Regions from separate parts of the Macaca mulatta genome. Here region 1 is linked to region 2. A link is a contact called in public Hi-C data. All regions are on one chromosome and are shown on one strand. Each heading gives the region's core, a stretch centred on a gene start, on an enhancer-like site or on the middle of the called end of the contact. The rest is flanking DNA. Distances are from core to core; before and after follow the strand shown. Region 1 holds the start of CYREN (cell cycle regulator of NHEJ). Region 2 holds the start of AGBL3 (AGBL carboxypeptidase 3).

The links. Hi-C and Micro-C count contacts between places; a contact is called where the count stands out from the background.
Region 1: a contact with region 2 is called in a Hi-C map of CD4 T cells, with 5 times the contacts expected there. The contact joins the promoter of CYREN here to the promoter of AGBL3 in region 2. A contact is called at or near these places in 5 of 14 Hi-C or Micro-C datasets (CD4 T cells, blood, cortical neurons and 2 more).

The regions. Positions count from the first base shown.
Region 1 is chr3:174,993,362-174,997,138 of T2T-MMU8v2.0, reverse strand. It overlaps CYREN (cell cycle regulator of NHEJ), which reads left to right and starts at 2,065. Exons shown (of 5, transcript XR_013415620.1): 1 at 2,065-2,125; 2 at 3,728-3,777. It overlaps LOC114677041 (a long non-coding RNA gene), which reads right to left and starts at 2,454. Exons shown (of 4, transcript XR_013415621.1): 1 at 2,235-2,454; 2 at 1,869-2,113; 3 at 41-1,009.
Region 2 is chr3:174,819,891-174,823,508 of T2T-MMU8v2.0, reverse strand. It overlaps AGBL3 (AGBL carboxypeptidase 3), which reads right to left and starts at 1,364. Exons shown (of 14, transcript XR_013415607.1): 1 at 924-1,364; 2 at 1-27. It overlaps LOC106997680 (a long non-coding RNA gene), which reads left to right and starts at 1,498. Exons shown (of 4, transcript XR_013415622.1): 1 at 1,498-1,771.

The DNA of each region.
Region 1 (3,777 bases), core at 816-3,315, 170 kb before region 2:
TGTGCCAGGTCCCCCAGCACTGCTGGCCCGCCCACACCACGCTCAAATTCTCACCGGGCCTCAGCCGCCTCCCTGTGGGGCAGGGCTAGGGACCTGCAGCCTGCCATGCCCAACCCCCCCTCCACCGTGGTGGGCTCCCGCGTGGCCGGAGCCTCCCCGATGGGCACCGCCCCCTGCTCCACGGCGCCCAGTTCCATAGACCGCCCAAGTGCGGAGGAATGCAGGCCTGCAGCGCGGGACTGGCGGGCAGCTCTGCCTGCGGCCCTGGTGAGGGATCCACTAGGTGAAGCCAGCTGGGCTCCTCCTGGGTCTAGTGGGGACTAGGAGAACCTTTATGTCTAGCTAAGGGATTGTAAATACACCAATCAGCACTCTGTGTCTGGCTCAAGGTTTGTAAATACACCAATGAGTACTCTGTATCTAGCTAATCTAGTGGGGACTTACAGAACTTTTCTGTCTAGCACTCTGCGTTTAGCTAAAGGATTGTAAAGGTACCAATTAGCACTTGGTGTCTAGCTCAGGGACTGTAAATGCACCAATCTGCACTCTGTCAAAATGGACCAATCAGCTCTCTGTAAAATGGACCAACCAGCTCTCTGTAACGTGCTCTGTAAAACGGACCAATCAGCAGGATGTGGGTAGGGTCAGATAAGAGAATAAAAGCAGACTGCCCCAGCCAGCAGTGGCGACCAGGTCCGGTCCCGTTCCACCCTGTGGAGCTTTGTTTCTTCACTCTTTACAATAAATCCTGCTGGTGCTCACTGTTTGGGTCCAAGCTGCCTTCATGAGCTGTAACACTCACCGCGGAGGTGGTTTCAGGTTATTCCTGAAACCAGTGAGACCACAAACCCACCGGAAGGAAGAAACTCTGAACATATCCGAACGTCAGAAGGAACAAACTCTGGACTCACCATCTTTTAAGCACTGTAAAAGTTCTTACACTCACAATGAGGTCTGTGGCTTCATTCTTGAAGTCAGTCAATTCCGGACACACTGTGAGACCTTGTAGCTGTGCAGGGAAGAAAGAAAACACAAACTTAACAGAGCCCACAAAATATTTGAAGGGCAGATACAGTTAATGTTTCTTGGGACTGGCAGTTAATATCCTCCTTTAACTTCAGGAGGGCTGAAATTCTTTTCAGCTTTGGTTAATACAGCAATTCATTCTATGAGCTTTTATTTCTCTTACTATAATTTTACTATTAGTACTTATAAGGGAGGAGACCACCCCCCCATATTGTCTTATGCCCAATTTCTGCCTCCAAAGAAAGAAAAAGTAAAAACTAAAAGGCAGAAATGAAATCCACAAGCAGATAGCCTGGGGCCACACCCAGGGCCTGGTGGTTAAAGATCGACCCCTGACCTCATCGGTTATGTTATCTATAGATTACAGACATTGTATAGCAATGCACTGTGAAAATCCCTATCCTGTATTGTTCCGATTTCATTACCGGTACATTCTGCCCCCAGTCACGTACCCCTTGCTTGCTCAATCGATCAGGACCCTCTCACGCAGACCCCCTTAGAGTTGTAAGCCCTTAAAAGGGACAGGAATTGCTCGGTTCTTGACACAGGAGTCTTACTGATGGCCCTGGCTGAATAAACCCCTTCCTTCTTTAACTCAGTGTCTGAGGAGTTTTGTCTGCAGCTTGTCCTGCTACACTTATGCTATTATTCTATTATCTTCTTAATTTTCCACTTCATTAGGATAACAAATGGAGGCCGGGCTCCCATCCTCCTCCAGCACTCCAGGGCTGCCTGGCTCAGCAGGGATCCTCCACCTGGTTTCCGAGGGAATTCCCGGGAGGCCTTTCCAAAACACTCCCATTCCCTTCCACTAACTTCAGGGGCCAGGAATGGACACTCACTTTCCTCAGGCCTGCTGCCCTGCCTCGCGTTTGCAGTGCGCAGGAAACCGTGTGCCAGCAAGGGGCGCAGGCACGGCCAGCAGGGGGCGCCCGCGGACCTCCCAGTGAGCCAGCTGCCCAGAGCCGGAAGTGTCCCGGGTGCTAGGACTCCGAGGGGTCCGGGAGCCGCGCCAGGACCGGAAGTGTACGAGGCGGGAGCGCGCAGAAGACGCAGGCGGCCAGAGGAGGCCAGGGGAGTTCCGGTGCTAGGAAAGAAGGTGGGGATTTAAGTTCTGGGTGGGGCGCGGGTCCCACAACCGCTCGGAATTTGCCTCCTGGCTCCGCTCTGGAAGCTAAGAAGGGGCACAAGAAGTGGAGAGAGGGAACCTGAGAGCAGGGAAGCCAGTAGCCGGCGGGAGGAGCGCGCTGTTCCTCGGGTCGGAAGGAGCCGGTGCAGCCTTGACCCGCGTGCGGCAGGGTCAGCGAGGCCCCTGCGGTGCTTCGCCGCCGCCTTCCCCTCCGCAGTCACTGGCCCTCTGGGCCTCCCACAGGTCCAGCAGCGGGTACCGGCCCCAAGAGCGAGGGCGGGCTGTGAACTGGCATCACATCGCGTTCCCGCGGGGGCCCCCTTCCGCTTAGGCAGGGAACGGCCGGCATGGGACTGAGGTCTGTCCGCGAGCGCGGTGCCCCGGAGACCCGGCTTCTGGAAGGTGCTGCGGCCTGCCCTTCGGGCCCAGAAGCAGGGCGGGGAGGCGCGGGGTCTGGAGTCTGCAGGACCTGGCTGCGAATCCAACCAGCTGATTTCAAACTTCTCTGTGATCTTCTGCAAGTTAACTCAGTCTCAGTTCCTCGTTTGCGAAATGTACTTAATATGCACCCCAGGGTGAACCAAATTTGTCCACATAGATTGCAGCAGTGCACTTGCGAGGCGCCTTAGGGAGTAGGAGTCACTAATATCAATGAGTTTTGACAGAAATGAGGGGGCATTGGCAAAGGTGTGCCCCGTGGCCATACAGGTTAGGAGGAGGGCCTGCTAATATTTTTTCTTAAGTTGTAAACAGCCCTCTGAATGAGCAATACATTATCAAATTGTGATTCAGAGAGGACTATCGCTGACTACTTTTTTCTGGGCATACCTCTGCTTCAGGAGCTTGTGGCTTAATTCCTAAGTGGAAGGTAGAGACCTAGGCCCTCTGAGTCACAATTCCATCTCTCTGGGTGAGGACTGAGCTCCAGGACTGCAGACTGGAGGCAGAACAATTGGGATAGGAAGAAGAGAGGCCAAACTAGATCAGAGTCTGGCGTGGGCTTCAGAGTCCACAGACTGGCACAGTTATGCTTCGTGGCCCCTATTGCTGGTTCAAGTTTGACCAATCAGAAATATCTTTAGCTTAAGGGCGGGGTGTTGGCCAATGAGACTTTATTGTGAAATAAAATGCCCTCAGTTTCATGTAACTGAGCCACCACAGAGGAGTGGAGAAATCGAGTTGACCAGGTGAGGGAGAGGCCATTAAGAGATATTTTAGGGATTAGATGGGCTGGGCATCCCGAGGACTGGCATTTGGGGTGGTAATGAGGAGGAACATTGGGGGCCTCCGCCTCTTCCTTTCCTCCTGTGCTGAGTCAGTCAGCACAGAGGCTGCAGGAGGTAGCTCTGGTTGGCTCTGGCTGCCTGTAGGGGGCACCGCTTTGCGGAGGTCAGAGGGCTCTCTCCTGAGCCGCTCTCATGCCCACAATCACGTCTGCCTGATGTCTGTGAATGGCCGTCTGAGTCTCCTGGGCCCTGCTCACCTTTTGGTCACCTTTGGCCTGCCCTGCACCGGCCGGTAACTGCTTGATGACTGGAGGTATTGGAATTCACTGAACTTTATTCTTTGTAGGAATCAAAGATCAACTCCCACTGAGGACAAATGGACCTGTAATTCCGGGT
Region 2 (3,618 bases), core at 115-2,614:
TGAGATTTCTTGTAATATACGGGTAGGCTGTAAAACAATTTCTAAGGAAATTATTTGACAGCTTTTCTTTTCAAGCTGTGTTTACTACATTAAATGAGTACTCAAAAATATATTCAATTGTATTTAACAGTCACAACAGTCTTCTCTAAAAACTACAGTACAACTAATAACACCTTCAATTTCAGAGATTTAAAGGAATTTTCCACGACTGTAAGAGACAACAACCACAATAAAAGACAAATCAAGTAAATCATTTAATTAAAAGGAATTTCCAGAGTATACAGCCAAATCATTCACATTTTATTATATTTACAATTGAATACTACACAGCAAGTTCAGAATGATACTGAGGCATTAAAAGATAATGAATTTTAAAAATTAGTCACTTTGTGAAATGTAGCAATATAATTTTAAGTTTTCTCCTTGATTTTCACTTGACCAAAAGTTCAAGTGACAAGACTTTACATTTTGATTATCATTCTGTAGATACTGTCTAATATTCATTTATATTATTCTTATTCTTAGAAATCTAAATAGCTACCAGAAGGTTGTATCGGTAATGACCACTACCATTCTATGTAAGTATCTTCCCATGTGGTTAATACTAAGACCAGGGAATAATCGAAATTTCTTGTCAAGTTCCCATCGTTCTTGAGAGACCAAAGGACTCGACAATTGCAAATCTATTGGTTTATGCCCCTCTCTACAGAAAGCATGTTTTGCAGCGTGGACTACCTATAAGTTAAGTCCAAGCTCTATGGCAAATCACTGCCAATGCCACGGAGCCGATTGTCTCATAGATGACACCTTCAGTCCTAAGAAACTGAAGTTTTTGCCTGGGCATCACAACTCCACATTTGGAAAACCCGACTGGCGTAAATTCCACTCCTTACAGGTGCACACGGGGCACACGAAGTGCTGACCTGCTGTGGATACAGCTCTGGCCTCAGGGGAAGTCCCTTATTCACCGGCGCTCCGCGGGTGTCTTCCACCACCTCGGAGGAGGGCAGGTGCGGGCGCGTCCACGTTCAGCCGCGTCCCGACAGTACCAAGGGGTTTTTGGCGGGAGCCAGGATGAGGCCACAACTCTAGGCGGCCGAGTTCCTTCCCGCACTCACTCCTGGCCACCAGGGTGTGGTGAGGCGCTCATTTTCCGGGGCGCGCTCGCTTCCCGCAGGGGGCGCCCCACCTTCCTTCTGCCTACCTCACCGTCCCGTTGGGGCCGGCACCTAGATCCTGGCCGAGTCCTCTGGTCAGGCCAGTCGTCGCTTCCGTGCAGGGACAATATCTTGGGATCTAGCGGAGAACCCAGGGTCCAGCCGCTAGAAGGAATGCCACTACTGGCGATCCGCAGCCCCAGCCACGCCCCCAACTCTCGTCACCAGGCAACGGGTCCGCCCTCGCGAGACTTTGAGCAGCCCTCGGCGATCACCTACAACCAGTGCGGAGGAAAGGAGCCTGCGCAGGTTTTGGCCCCAGGAAGTCGGAGCCCAGAGCATGCTGGGAACTTGGGGTGGGCAGCAGGGCGGTCAGAGAGGGTGTCTGGGAGGCGTTGGGGTCTGTTGGAAGAATTTAGGAGCGTGGAAGGCCAGACAGCTAATAATTCCTAGTCGAAGTCTGCACTTCGACTATTGCCTTAGAGGAGGCATGCTGGTTAGGACTGCGCCTTGGAGCCCACTTGACTTTTAACGGTGTGACAATGGACAAATTACCTGAACTTCTTGGGTACAGTACTTGAAACTACTCCTTGGAGATGTTAGAATATTAAAAAGTACGTTCGTCTTGATTTTTATACAGACTGAGTTCCATTCTACACAGTTGTGTGATTAATTCTCTTTATTCAATTCGGAAAATGAGGCTTTTCTCCTTAAATACTAAATGGAGAGTCATAGATGAACTAGGGTGAATTCTCAAAAATTATCAGCTCAGAGATTCTTTATAGCAATCGTCAGCTAGCATGTTTAACACTGTTTTCCTGATCACTGCAAATCACTATATGTAGTCTCATTTAATTAACAGACGTTATTCATGAACATCCCATATTGATTTTTTCCCTCATTTTTAGCTCTGCTGGGTAATGTAATCTATTTGGAACAGTTTTCCAAGTACAGCTGAAAAAAAAGTCTAGATTTTGGTGATATAAGAATGTAAATAAACACTTTTCACAAAGCATTATATGCCATGAGATTCGTGATAATGTAGAAATGGAGATAATGAATGGCAGCAAATTTGAAAGTAGAATAAAGGGCAAAGCACTATGGCTTAAGCATGGAAATGGGTTAATATAATTTCTTTGTATTTTGTAAGTTTCTGAAAATAGGTGTTTTGAGGTCAGCAGTTTAAAAGTCTGAACCTTCCAGATTAGACCTTGGACAGAGAATATTAATAGAGTATATCTTAGATCAACCTCTTGAAAAGTCACTCTTATAGTTGAACCTTGTTTTAGCCATACATAAGTCACTAAAAGTGACATGCACAGAGAAATCTTTATATATGTAATCTGTTTTTCTGTTGGGTTTTAGTCATGGCTGTAAGCCATAGGATGTCAGCTGCACAAGGTAAAACTGAGAAGTGATCTAACCAGGTTATACAAGAAATTAATGGCAGAGCTGAGAGACTTAAGTTTCATGATTTTTAGTCCAAATAGTTATAATCACATATCAAGTAATCCATGGGAAGAAAAATGGTCTTAGTGCATAATTTTAAAACTTTAGGTTTTTTTTTTTTTTTTTTTTGAGACAGAATCTCACTTTTTCTGTTGCCCAGGCTGGAGTGCTGTGGTGCGATCTCAGCTCATTGCAACCTCCGCCTTTGGGGTTCAGGTGATTCTCATGCCTCCCGACTAGCTGGGACTACAGGCACACACCACCACTAATTTTTGCATTTTTTAGTAGAGGTGTGGTTTCACCATGTTGGCCAGGCTGGTCTCGAATTCCTGGTGTCAAGTGATCTGCCTACCTCAGCCTCCCAAAGTACTGGGATTACAGGCATGAGTCACCATGCCTGGCCAAAATCTTAGGAATTTGGCAAAACTTTGAAAATGATATTCATTCATTATTTTATTAACAATTTTTTTTCTTTTTAAAGACAGCTCTGTCACCCAGGTTGGAGTGTAGTGGCACAATCATAGCTCACTGCAGGCTCAAACTATTGGTCCCAAGGGATCCTCATGCCTTGGTGTAACACATTTACAGGATGGTTGCTGCCTACTAGGGACAGTTCACTACTGCAAGGAAAAAAACCAGACATTTATTGTGGAGGTTACATTCTGGTGGGAGTAAACAAACCAATGATGATAATAAAAATGATATCACTCAGACGATAACAGCTATGAAGAGAAATCAAGTAGGGGGAAAAAAGAGAATAGGGGGTGTTGGGGGTGGGGGGCCTTGCCAGGGTTGCTCTTTTAGATGGAATGGCCAGGGAAGGCCTCTCTGGCCAGGGAGTATTTGAGCAGAGGGATGAACCACAGGATGTCTTATGGGGAGACTCTGCCAGGCAGGGTAAGCAGCAAGTACATAGACTGAGAAGTCTGTGTTATGAACTGCAGTTGAGCCTTGAACAACTTGGGGGTTAGGGGTATCATCCTCTACATAGCTGAAAATCTGCATGTAACTG